2 separate regions of the Ovis aries genome follow, and region 2 is linked to region 1. Evidence: chromatin contacts called from public Hi-C data. All regions are on one chromosome and are shown on one strand. The core of a region is the stretch at or near the end of the contact, and the rest is flanking DNA. Distances in the headings are between cores, read along the strand shown.

What was found. Hi-C and Micro-C count contacts between places; a contact is called where the count stands out from the background.
Region 2: a contact with region 1 is called in a Hi-C map of tail adipose tissue, with 3 times the contacts expected there. The contact joins the enhancer-like site here to the promoter of COL8A1 in region 1. A contact is called at or near these places in 2 of 16 Hi-C or Micro-C datasets (both in tail adipose tissue).

What each region holds. Positions count from the first base shown.
Region 1 is chr1:164,839,664-164,845,787 of ARS-UI_Ramb_v3.0, reverse strand. It overlaps COL8A1 (collagen type VIII alpha 1 chain), which reads right to left and starts at 3,769. Exons shown (of 5, transcript XM_060416596.1): 1 at 3,691-3,769.
Region 2 is chr1:164,987,018-164,993,141 of ARS-UI_Ramb_v3.0, reverse strand. The region is part of intron 3 of COL8A1 (collagen type VIII alpha 1 chain); the gene reads right to left. The region is part of intron 6 of FILIP1L (filamin A interacting protein 1 like); the gene reads left to right. Among named protein-coding and RNA genes, the nearest start is that of CMSS1, 30 kb to the left of the region's middle. Within about 2 kb of position 2,846, at least 6 of the 54 cell types and tissues checked have an H3K27ac peak or open chromatin away from gene starts, as enhancers often do. A contact at or near this core is called in tail adipose tissue, where this site is marked.

The sequences.
Region 1 (6,124 bases), core at 2,520-5,019:
GTTTCAGTCACTTCAGTTTGATTCCTTGCAATTTCAACAGCTTTGCGGATTTGTGTTCACAGGGCCCCCAGATTATAGACATTCCGACTGTGTGTGACTCCCTTTAGCCCTCTTGTTGCAAATCTATTTGCTTGAAGATAGACTATAAGAACCGCCTTCCTCAAACAGCAAATGTAGTTCCCAAGTCAATAGTGGAATGTCTAATTAGTGGCTTCTCTGTTGGTGCTGAAATGTGGTTACTATTCTTTCCCAGTCTTCACTCCTTGGGTCTCTGCAAAGGGAAAGTTTAGCTGAGCTCTAAATTAGTACTTGCGGGTATAAACTGATGTTAATGACTGTCAGGTCATTGGAAGATCTTTTTCATTATATTCTTAGCATTTTGAAACAACCAGTAAGCTGGCCTTTTTATTTCTTAATTTAAATTTTTAGATACTTTGGGTAGTAAGGGGTTCTTTTTTACACAATGCTAAAGTGATTCTCTAAATTCCATAGGACACTCATTCTTCTCTCTGTATCTTTTTTTTTTTTTTCATTCTACTCAGTAGCTAGAACAATGAAACTCTCAGAAGATGGCATTCTAGTCTCGAGATCTATACTTTCCTTGAGTTATGCATATGGATGTTCACGGGGGCCTGGTGGAAGAGAAGGAAGCCGGGGCCTGAAGAAAGACCTAATTTTCAGAGGGTTACTTGGAGGACCAGAGATTGGCAAATACCACCGCATGTCAATCATGCTGCAGGTTGCCATATCATAGTTGAAGACCATGGTTAGGGAGGAGTAGACAGCTGCCTCTAACTTATAACTTTCAAACAGTTACTGAACATTGGACTCTTTGAGAGAGTGAGAGGTGGATTTGTTGACATGAACTACCCATTAGTTAAAAATGTGTTCTGAGGCTTTTTATATTCAGAATGTAGCTTTTATTATAAAATTATAACTGGCAAAGGTCTATGGGTTTTTAATGTGGGGCAGACCTGAAATCATTTTGGTCTCTAGAAGGGCTGTTCTTTCTGTTACAGAAGGGTATAGCAGAGATGAATCTTAAATTATTAGAAATACTCTTATTGATTAAAAAAACAACAACAGCAGATATGGATTTTGTTCCCCATATTCCACATAAAAAAAGAGCAAAAAGAAGTTGCATTTGTTACAGAGATTCTGGTCTTACTCTTCTAGGGCACTTTCTAGGAGCAGTTCTGCCCAGCTTCCCTCTCAATTCTCTGTTCATTTCATTCCCCTCTCCTTGATTTTTGTTTCACAAATGGAATTAAGGTAGGATATACCTTCTGATCATGGGAAGAATATTGTTTTATAATTTTGGGAATAGCAGATCTAAAATGTGTGTTTCCCTAGATGTAACAGGCCCTCCAGATCAACCGAGCTCCCGTCCTGTGTATCTCTAGGGAAACATGCAGTCACTTTTCTTTTATAAGAAACATTAAAGGAGTCACTCAAATTGTGCTGGAGTGGGATGGGGTAGGTAGGGCCATGAACCAACCCAACCCAGGGGCAGTGATACAATGGCATAGACAAGCCTCATGCCTCTATATCCTGTGCAAAGGGGGAGACGCTGGGGGGACTCCATGACTCCCCACTACTGATCTTTCTATAAACTTAAGGAGGAAACTATGGAGAAAGTGTCATTTTTAGTGTCTGGTAAAGACCCCTGGGAAAGTGAGGTCATGAGCAGTCTAGGATGATCTCATCTAGTTATTTAGGGTGTTGAATGTGATGGCACATGGGGAAAGCAGTTACTGTGAAATGGTTCATAGCTGGTAGAGTGGATTAACTGCCAGGAAAAGCAGAAGCAAACCCTGGGGGAACACTTTTCATCCCCACATTTAGGAATAACAGGGAGCTCTTTTACACTGGCAGCACGTTTTTTTTTTTTTCCCTCCCAGAAAAGATAACTTTCCTCAAGGGGATCTGGTGAATGAAGCAGTGTCTCTTCACCCTCGTGGTGATGGGCGTGAATCCGGCACTAACATAAAAGAGGAATTAGCTTGGACATACCGCACACTTGGTTTGGCCTGGTCCCACACCTGTGCTCTTGCCACTTACAGCAAATATGAAGCAAGCAGTCTGCACTGTGGCTTGAGATAAAAGGTATTTTAATATGCTCAGGTCACATATTATCATGGCCAATAGTAATTTTATATCATTTTCTTAAAGGAAACCGCACTCCTAGTAATAATTTTTTCCAATGAAGCAAAATTTCGCATGACAGGAAGTTTGACATATAACTTTTTCATTTGAATAATAGCATTGAATCCTCTCCATGCCAAGTAGAAATTTTAAATATCTTTATTATTTCTTTTGATATGCAAACGATAAGGGGGAAAGGTTTGGAAGACCCTTAGCTAAACTTCTAATGATTCTATTTTCTTTAATAGTGAAGAATTTTTTACAGCTTTGGAGACTTTTCCTTTTTCAAGAGAAACAATATAAACAAACCAAAAAAAAAAAAAAAAAAAAAGGAAACCTTTTCCTCTCCTACTTTAAGAACCTTGAGGGCTGAAACAGTGGTTCGGTTTCCTGACTGCCAGCTTTGGTTTGCCGTCTCTCAGCTGTCTTGTGCAATTCCCCAGAGGAAATATTTGAAGAGGGTTTTTCTCCCACATGAGAGAGTTTCATCCCACACAGCCCGCAGATTCTGACTGCAAACTTCATGGACTAAGTGTCTGGTTTTCCAGAAGTAGCTGCGGAGGACGTTTTTCCTTCACAGGTGCACGACACATATTCTCAGACCTCAGAGATCAGGCTGTAAAGTCCGAAGTCTTTAAAAATGAGGGTAGCTTAAAGACTATCTCTCTGGCAATCAGATCAATTTTTACTAGATAAGGAAAAAGAAGGTGACAAGCAGGGATCAAACTTCCAAAGCCTTCAAGCTGATCGTTCTTTACAACCCTCGGGTGTAAACAGAAGTATTGGATAATCTGGCCTGTATTTTTCTCTGACTGTGGAACACATTGAAATGCTTTATGTTTAGGTGTGTGTATAGAAATTCATGAAGTTCTTTTATACACTTCTATTCCAGCACAATTCTCATTTTAGGACGTCTTGAAAAGACAATTTTGTGCTCTCACGTTGTGCCGTAGCTTGTCAATTTGGATTTGTTCTTTCCTATCTACCAGCCACCTGATTATGGTCTCTGGGCAAAGGGTACCCGTTGGCATCATTTTTTCCAAGCACTTAAACCTGGAAAGATATTTTTTAAAGGACTCACAGAAGCTGTCTTGGGGGTTTGGAAAACATGGCAAAATTGTTAGCAGACCTTTGTGCTATTTTTAGGAAACTAATTGTGTTCTTTTAAAGTACATTTTTGACAATGGGACAAAGTTTTCCTTGCCCCCACTGTTACGTGAAATATTTACAATGAAAAGCGATCAGGAAAACACCCCAAACAGATACACTTTAACCTCGGCAACAGCCAGCAACCAGGGGAAAAAGTGATTTAAAAGGCGAAAAGGTTTTTGCAATATTTATGCTGCTGTTTCTGCCCCAAACGAACTTTTATTTTACCGTTCAAACAGAAGTTTGTTTTCAAACCAGTTGCTGGTTTAAAGGAGCAGCCGATCTGGCATCCATAAGAATCAGCTCTAACCAAACAGTAAGCACGTTGACCAGGGGAAACTGATTCCCCCAAAGCAACCCCCAGTAGGTCAGATGCCTGCAGAAGGGTTATCTTACCTTGAGCAAGTAAGATCCAGGAGAGAGGCTCGGGGGCTCCCACAGGAGAGGACCGGGAAAGTGCTCTGATCCGCTGCTGGTAACATGCACTTGGCTTTTATGGGCAGGTGGGAGGAGCCGCTCCTCATGGTAGGTGGGCAGAGGAGCAGCGGCGGGCGGGCAGCCCCGGGAAGCTGGACACTCTTCTCTGGGGAGGGGCGGCGAGGGCAGAGCCAGGAGCCGGAGAGAGGGAGGAGGGGCGGGGAGGGAGGAGGGTGGAGGAGCGGAGGAAGCAGTGGAAACGGGAGAGGAGGGAGAAGGAGAGAAAAAGAGAGACAGAGAGAGACAAGAGAGAAAACTTATAAAGGGATGTAGTCCACAGACAGGGAAAAGACTGGGGAGAAAACGACCAGGAGACTGAGACAGTCAAACAAGCAAGATACGGAGGGAAAGCAGAATTTTGATGATTTGCCATTTTGTATGACATTTTAGATGGCAGTGGTGTTGGGGAGCGAGTTGTGAGTGACGGAGAATAACAATAGGTATTTTCTGTGAATTCGTAAACCTAAATAACGGTTCAGGAATATTTGGAATTTCACAGGCAAGGGAAAGGAGGGGAAGCTGGCCCTCGGAGTAGCGCATCCCGAGCTCTGGATGGGCGCGGAGAAGGGCTGGCCACAGCCGGCTGCCATCCGGCCGCCCTCCTGCGTCCTGGTCTCCCACCCCCCGCGGGTGAAAGCCGGCCCTTCACTCATCACTCCCCACTGTGCTTTGTGACCAGCAAGTTCTCCTGGTGCTGCCGGTAGTGCGCAGCATCCAGAGGCCCCTCGGGAGACTTCTGCAGCATTAAGGTAAATCCAGCAAAGGTTGGAGAGGATCAGCGGAGATTGGCTTGTGGAGAAAGGAACCTCAAAACCAGCCTCGGTCCTCCAACATCTGCTTATGTAACAGGATTGCAGGGCTCTCTGCCCTCTGGTTATTTTCGGTATTTTAAAAACTCTCATTCCTAGCAATTGGAAAACGTCTTGGTGCCATAGCTCTCTGTGTGTCTTAAACATTAAGAGGATTCAACCAACAAGAGGCTGAAGGATCAGGCCGAAATTCTTAAGAAATACATTCAGAGAAAGAAAAACAAACTCCTTTAGCTGCTGAGCCGTGACTCACTTCCTAGCCCAAGTTTGATTTTTGCCACCACAGGAATTAAAGCATTTGAAAAGAGAGAACCTGAGCCTTGAGGGTGAGGGGTACTGACAAGGGGAAAGAAAGAGGCAGGGAGATGGATGGATGGGCCTGAAAAGAACAGGGGAAATAACTTTTACTGACAATATTGATATATAACTATATAAATGTATAGTAATATATTCACACATGAAACTTGATTCATTTCACCACAGCCTTATGGAGTCAAATATGATTCATATTGTGTAGTTTTTTTTTTTTAAAGAAAGGAATTTCAAAGGGTTAAGCAACTAGCTCAAGCTAGCAAGAAGGGGAGCCGTATTTGGTGAGCTTCCAGAGCACGTGTACTCTGCACATGAGGCCACCATATAGAATGCCTGACCTGGCCTCAGGTTAGTCCTGATGTCTTTGTGTGTGGAGTGGGGAGAGGTTATCAGACTCCAAGAGAAGGAAAAATGATGACCAAGAGCCGAATATGTTGAACTGGGTACTGTTGACATCTTGGTCCAGATAATTCTGGTGAGAACTTTTTCTGGCTATTATAGGATGTTGAGCACTATCTCTGGCCTCTACCCACCAGATGCCAGTAGCACTCTCCTTCTTGAGTTATGAGAATTGAAAATGTGCCTACACTTACCCAAATTGCGGGGGAGGAGGAGCAAAAAAAAAAACTCCTCCCTTTAAGAACCATTGGTTGTAAAAGGTCCACAGATATAAAAAAGGATTTTAAAGAAATTCATAAGAAAATATCCAACAGTGGTATTTGGATAATAGTAATATTAGTTGTCATATGTGTTTAGGTTACATTGAACATAACTTTTACATTTTCATAATCCCATCTGTCTGCCTCTAGACTTCAAAGCCTCAATTGCTTTCTTCCTAACTAATCTTATTCTCATTCGGATACAGCTGGGAGTCAACAACCCCCTGTGCCTGGGATATGAGGAGAATTAATGATATACGAGGTGAAACATTTAAGTTCTTTATTATAAACACAAACTTGACCTTAGAACAGTTACTCAGATGTTACTCATGATGTTTCATGACATTGATTATTTGTCTTAATAGTTATAATTTTTCATTTCTAGAACCCCTTCACAAATAGTATGTTTGTGCTTTGAGAATATGCCTAAATCCACTGAAGGAAGTCTATGAAATGAACAGCTTTGTTACTGGACTTAGAAATAAAACTGCATTGAGTCTTCTGGGGTTGACCCTTGAAATCAAATACGATTTCACAGGAAAGCTACCACTTCTGGAACTTTATAGTTTAGTG
Region 2 (6,124 bases), core at 1,597-4,096, 150 kb before region 1:
TGTATTAACAACTTATTATGTATTACATTGTATTATGTATTACATTGTATTATGTATCACATTGTATTATGTATTAACATTGTTCTATTGACAGACAATGTTTTGATAGTTTTAGGTGAATAGTGAAGGAACTTGGCCATACATATATATTCTTCCCCTGAATTCACCTCCCATCCAGGCTGCCACATAACATTGAGCAGAGATCCATGCAATAGGTCCTTGTTGGTTATCCATTTTAAATATAGCAGTATGTACGCACTCACCCCAAACTCCCTAACTATCCCTTTCTTCATTCTTTCCCCCAGCAACCGTAAGTTCATTCTCTAAGTCTGTGAGTCTCTTTTTGAAACTCTTATTCTTCTGATGATACCTTCAGAAAACCTAATTCTTTGGGGGGAATGGATTTTTGAGGGTAGGCATCTGGTCCCATCAGTTCATGGGAAATAGATAGGGAAACAGTGGAAACAGAGTCAGACTTCATTTTTTTGGGCTCCAAAATCACTGCAGATGATGATTGCAGCCATGAAATTAAAAGTTGCTTACTCCTTGGAAGGAAAGTTATGACCAACCTAGATAGCATATTAAAAAGCAGAGACATTTCTTTGCCAACAAAGGTCCGTGTAGTCAAGGCTGTGGTTTTTCCAGTGGTCATGTATGGATGTGAGAGTTGGACTGTGAAGAAAGCTGAGCACCGAAGAATTGATGCTTTTGAACTGTGGTGCTGGAGAAGACTCTTGCAAGTCCCTTGGACTGCAAGGAGATCCAACCAGTACATCCTAAAGGAGACCAGTCCTGGGTGTTCATTGGAAGGACTGATGCTGAGGCTGAAACTCCAGTACTTTGGACACCTCATGCGAAGAGTTGACTCATTGGAAAAGACCCTGATGCTGGGAGGGATTGGGGGCAGGACGAGAAGCGGACAACAGAGGATGAGATGGCTGGATGGCCTCACTGACTCGATGGACTTGAGTCTGAGTGAACTCCAGGAGTTGGTGATGGACAGGGAGGCCTGGTGTGCTGTGATTCATGGGGTCGCAAAGAGTCGGACACGACTGAGTGACTGAACTGAACTGAACTGAACTGAGACAAACAGTTCAGAACTGCTCCATATTAGCACTGGGCAAAATCAATGACTATATTTGAGAAAACCAGAACTGGAGAATGGTTGGGGGAAGAAAGAAAATAAACATCCAAGTTATAATAATATTAGCTACGTTTTTAAGCACTTACTTTATGCCAGCCCCCTGAACATACTTCAGATACATTTCACTAATCTTTCATCCATTTACTAGGGTTTTTTAAATGCTAAACTCTTTCATATGGTATCTCCCATCCTGTATTCATATATTAATAGTTGATTATTTTACTGAAAATCAAGACTGTTACATTCCAAGTTAGAAAGTTTAAATTCTTACTTGAAAAGAGACAAACATCATATGATATCACTTATGTGTGAAAACTAAAAAGTGATATAAATAAGCTTATTTACAAAACAGAAATAGACTCAGACAGAAAACAAATTTATGTTTACCAAAGGGGAAGAAAAGGAGGGGATAAATTAGAAGTTTGGAATTAAAATACATACGCAACTATATATAAAGTAGATAATCAACAAGGAACTCCTATATAGTACAGGGAGCTATACTAAGTATCTTATAATAACCTAAAATGGAAAGTAACCTGAAAAATAATATAATACATATTATATATATGTAAATTATATATAAATATATAAATCATATACATATAAATATAAATAAATGGAATCACTTTGCTATACACTTGAAACACAACATTGTAAATCAACTATATTTCAATAAAAATTTTAAAAAGTATTTCTTATTTGATCATTATTAGGAGATTCATCAATATATTGAATAAACTGGTACAGATCTAACTATATTTCCACTTCTTTCCATCTTGTCCTCCAAATTCCAAGGCTGCCTTTTTCATTGAAATAAAGAGTTTCCCTATTATATAGTATAAGATCCTGGACTAGATCCCTTACTTTTTGCTTTCTGGACTAGGGACACAAGCTTGGGAGGTATTGATGACGGCAAGGTGAATATGCTGAGATGGAACCCAAAGAAACTAAACCATCAGATATGAGTCGATCAATCCAGTACAGGCAGTGGGCAGAAAATCCAATAAGCATTCATTAGTTTTAGTCAATCTGCCCAATTATACCTCTTAGGACTGATACATATATAAAACTGAACTTGAATATGTGCCTCACTGATGAATCCTGAATCTACAATAATTAAGCGGAGCCAACAGCCCCACCTACTAGCCATAGGCAGAGCGTGACTTCTCGGGACTTACAGAACTTGAGATGTCAATTAGGTTGTGTCCTCTGCCCTAGAAACAGGCCACCCACATAACCCCTCTGAAGCGGATGGCCAACCACCACATTCCACAAGTCCTCCAGAAGAGATTTCACAACCTTCCCAAATAACCAACTGCAGGCTTCACAGACCTGCATTTCCTAACATCTAATCTGAATCTTACTTGCTGAACTTTAAACTCATTTCCTCTTTTGTATTCTCAAAGGAGGTGGGAAACATCTGGAGAAAATTTTTCTTAAAATAATAGCTCACATACTTGAAGTCTGCAATTAACTCCTTTTGTTTCTCTAACTGGGATCATGTCAGCTGCCAAAGAGTTTCTAAAATACTTGAGAGAACCCCTTGAAAGGGAAGTGCTAAAGCAGAATCCTGTCTTGTTTTGTTTAGCTTTTCTTCCCATAATGTGAAGACAACATCATTTATAGTACCTAAATGCTGGTTCTGACTTAAGCAAGTCACTACTCTAAGTGGGCAGCCCTTTCCTCATTTGCAGACTAGGGACACTGGCTAGATGGTCTCAAGGTCCCCTCTAGCCCTAAAATGCTCGGGTAGCTGTGAACCTGAATAACAAGTCCACACTTCATGGACAAATGCTTTCATGAAGCTGCATGCTTAAGCCTTTTGCATGTCATCTCACACATCCGGTCCCTTTTCAGTATTTTACTCTCCTCATCTTCTTACAGGTGGAGATGGAGCAAGAAGAGTTTGAACAGCCCCCTGCCAGTATCTCTCTGATGAAATAAGCTACACCTGACAAGAAACCAAAGAAAGAACCTAAATAAGAAATAACATTTACAGACAAAACAGTGATTTATAACTTTGTAATACCATATTCAAAGATTTACTAAAAATGGAAGCTTAATGAGAAATCTTTAAAAAGTGGCTATAAACGAAAAAAAAACTTTTTACAATATTTAGGCTCAAAATGTCCCCCAGAGTCACTCAGCAAGGATTGATGTATGCCTCCTGTCACAGGAATGACAAATGAATACAAAGTATGCATCTCAGGAAGGAATAAGTATGATGTATAAAAATGGAAGATCCAAAATTTAGAGGCAGGTCTTTAGTAGACAAAGATGAGAGCTTCCCAAGAATAAAGCCTTCCCCATTGTATGAGCCTGGGAATGTGTAGCAAGGCAAATTCCTTCCTGGTGTGACCCAAGAAGGGCTGGAAAGAACTCGACCATTCACACAAGCATCTTTCTGCCTTCTCTGCACTACTGTGGTTTGAGTAAATGACACAGTGTAAAATAATGTATTTTCAGGCCGTTGCAAGGGAGAGACATGTGTGAGGAAGTCTTTTCTGATGTAATCCATTGCACTGGACATTGTGAAAATATTTATCTTGAGCAAATAACTATAATAGTGTATTTTGTAAAATATAAATATCACGTACATGGAAGTACAAAGTTCCAATTACGAGATAAATAAGTGCACATGATAAATGCAATTAACACCACTGTATGTTACGTGTAAAAGTCATTAGAGAAGTAAATCCTAAGAGTTCTGATCACAAGGAAAATTTTTTTTCTTTTGTAACTTTATGAGATGATGAATGTTCACTCAGCCTCTGCGGAAATCATTTCATGATGTATGTAAATCAAATCATTGTGCTCTACACCTTAAACTTATACAGTACTGTGTGTCAATTATATCTCAGTAAAATTAGAAGGAAAAAAGTATAAATTTCATGGAATATTTGTTCACTGCAGACACTTTCATTTCATCCTGAACTCTTGTATAGGCCAATGGGATTACAAATGAATTTTACAAACAAAATTCAGCACTGTCCTTGTCATACGTATAGTTAAAATTTGGTAGTCGTGGTAGAAGTTGTTCTTTATAAATAACATGAATGAGTTGAATAAAGTAAAATGAAAAAAAAATTATACTCATTTCCAAAATATCTAAGGCTTCAGAAGCTAGAAAGTTTAAACCAAGTTTGGTAAAAAGACAAAGGCACATAACTTGTTTCCTGAATGACCTTTTTCCGGGTCTTGAACTTGTAGAAGTGTGGGTCCTAGGGTAGCCTCTAGATGTAGGTCCTAGGGTAGCCTCTAGATATAGGTCCTAGGGTGGCCTCTAGGTGTGGGTCCTAGGGTGGCCTCTGGGTGTGGGTCCTGGAGTAGCCTCTAGGTGTGGGTCCTGGAGTAGCCTCGAGGTGTGGGTCCTAGGGCGGCCTCTGGGTGTGGGTCCTAGGGTGGCCTCTAGGTGTGGGTCCTAGGGTAGCCTCTAGGTGTGGGTCCTAGGGTAGCCTCTAGATATAGGTCCTAGGGTGGCCTCTGGGTGTGGGTCCTAGGGTGGCCTCTGGGTGTGGGTCCTAGGGTGGCCTCTAGGTGTGGGTCCTAGGGCGGCCTCTGGGTGTGGGTCCTAGGGTGGCCTCTGGGTGTGGGTCCTAGGGCGGCCTCTGGGTGTGGGTCCTAGGGTGGCCTCTAGGTGTGGGTCCTAGGGTAGCCTCTAGGTGTGGGTCCTAGGGTAGCCTCTGGGTGTGGGTCCTCGGGCGGCCTCTAGGTGTGGGTCCTAGGGTAGCCTCTAGATGTAGGTCCTGGAGTAGCCTCTAGATGTGGGTCCTAGGGCGGCCTCTAGGTGTGGGTCCTAGGGTGGCCTCTGGGTGTGGGAGGGCGTGATTGGGAGGAAGCAATGGCTCGTCTCTGGACTCCAGCTTTTTCTGGGGAAGGCTGCCATATTAGAAGCTCTTGCCTTGTCTACTTTTCTGTAGTTCTGTGTATTCTTCTAGATGCTTCACCATTGCTCAGCATCTTAAGAAAAGTTGAGAAACTAGGTGACCCTCAAATGAGGTAGTTCCGGTCGAAGTTTTGAAAACTGAGGAAGTTGAAATATAAAGTACAGCAGGGTCAGTTCGCAGCCAGCATGGGCACTCCCTGGAAGCAGGGGGCCGGGAGGGCTTTGCCACCTGGATGTTGCTCCCAGTGCTTTCCTAGGATGGTGGCAAGGAAGGACTGAAAAAGTACAGAAAGCTCTCCTGTCTCTGCCCCATTCTGGTTGGCACTTAGTATTTACTCTATCAGCATATCCAGAAGATGAAGCAAGCAAGCCAGTTTCCCATGCTAGCATTTTCTTTTTATTAGCCAGCCATTATGGAAGTAGACTGTTCATTTTGGTATTTTTATAAGAAACTGTGAAACAAACAAAAATTCCCTCAACTGAGCAACAAATCCTAGCCTTTCCTATCTTTCATAATACTAAAATATTTATTAACGAAATTACTATATGAGTACACAGGTGTCTTCGTGGATTGAAAGGCAAGAGACAGAGGATGTGAGGCAGCCAATTAACATTTTTTCCCCCACTTTTGAACTAGTGATTTAGGGAATTCAGTTGTTGAAGTCTTATTTAGCTAAAATTACTTTGAGTCACATAACCTTGAATGACTTGATGTTAAAAGTTAAGCTCTAGAGTTTCTATCACACATGGGCAAGACATTAAATCAAATCAACAGCACTTGGAAATAAAAATAATTAATAAATTTCTTTTAAAATTGCTCCCTCCTCATGCCCACACACACTCACTTGGCTAATCTCCAGTCAGAACAGCAATCCTATTAAAGTTGCCACATGTATCCCTGGAAATTTCTGAATTATATAAGAACAACAAAAAAAGAAAACCTCGACAATTTCTCGGGCAGTAAAAATGTGAATTTGTTCTTTCTCTGTTGCATGGTTTAGGAGTAGCAGAGATCATTCCATAGGACTGTTCCCAAAAATGAATTTAAATATGAAAAAAATTTCACTCTCAACCTGGGGCTAAGCCTAAAACGC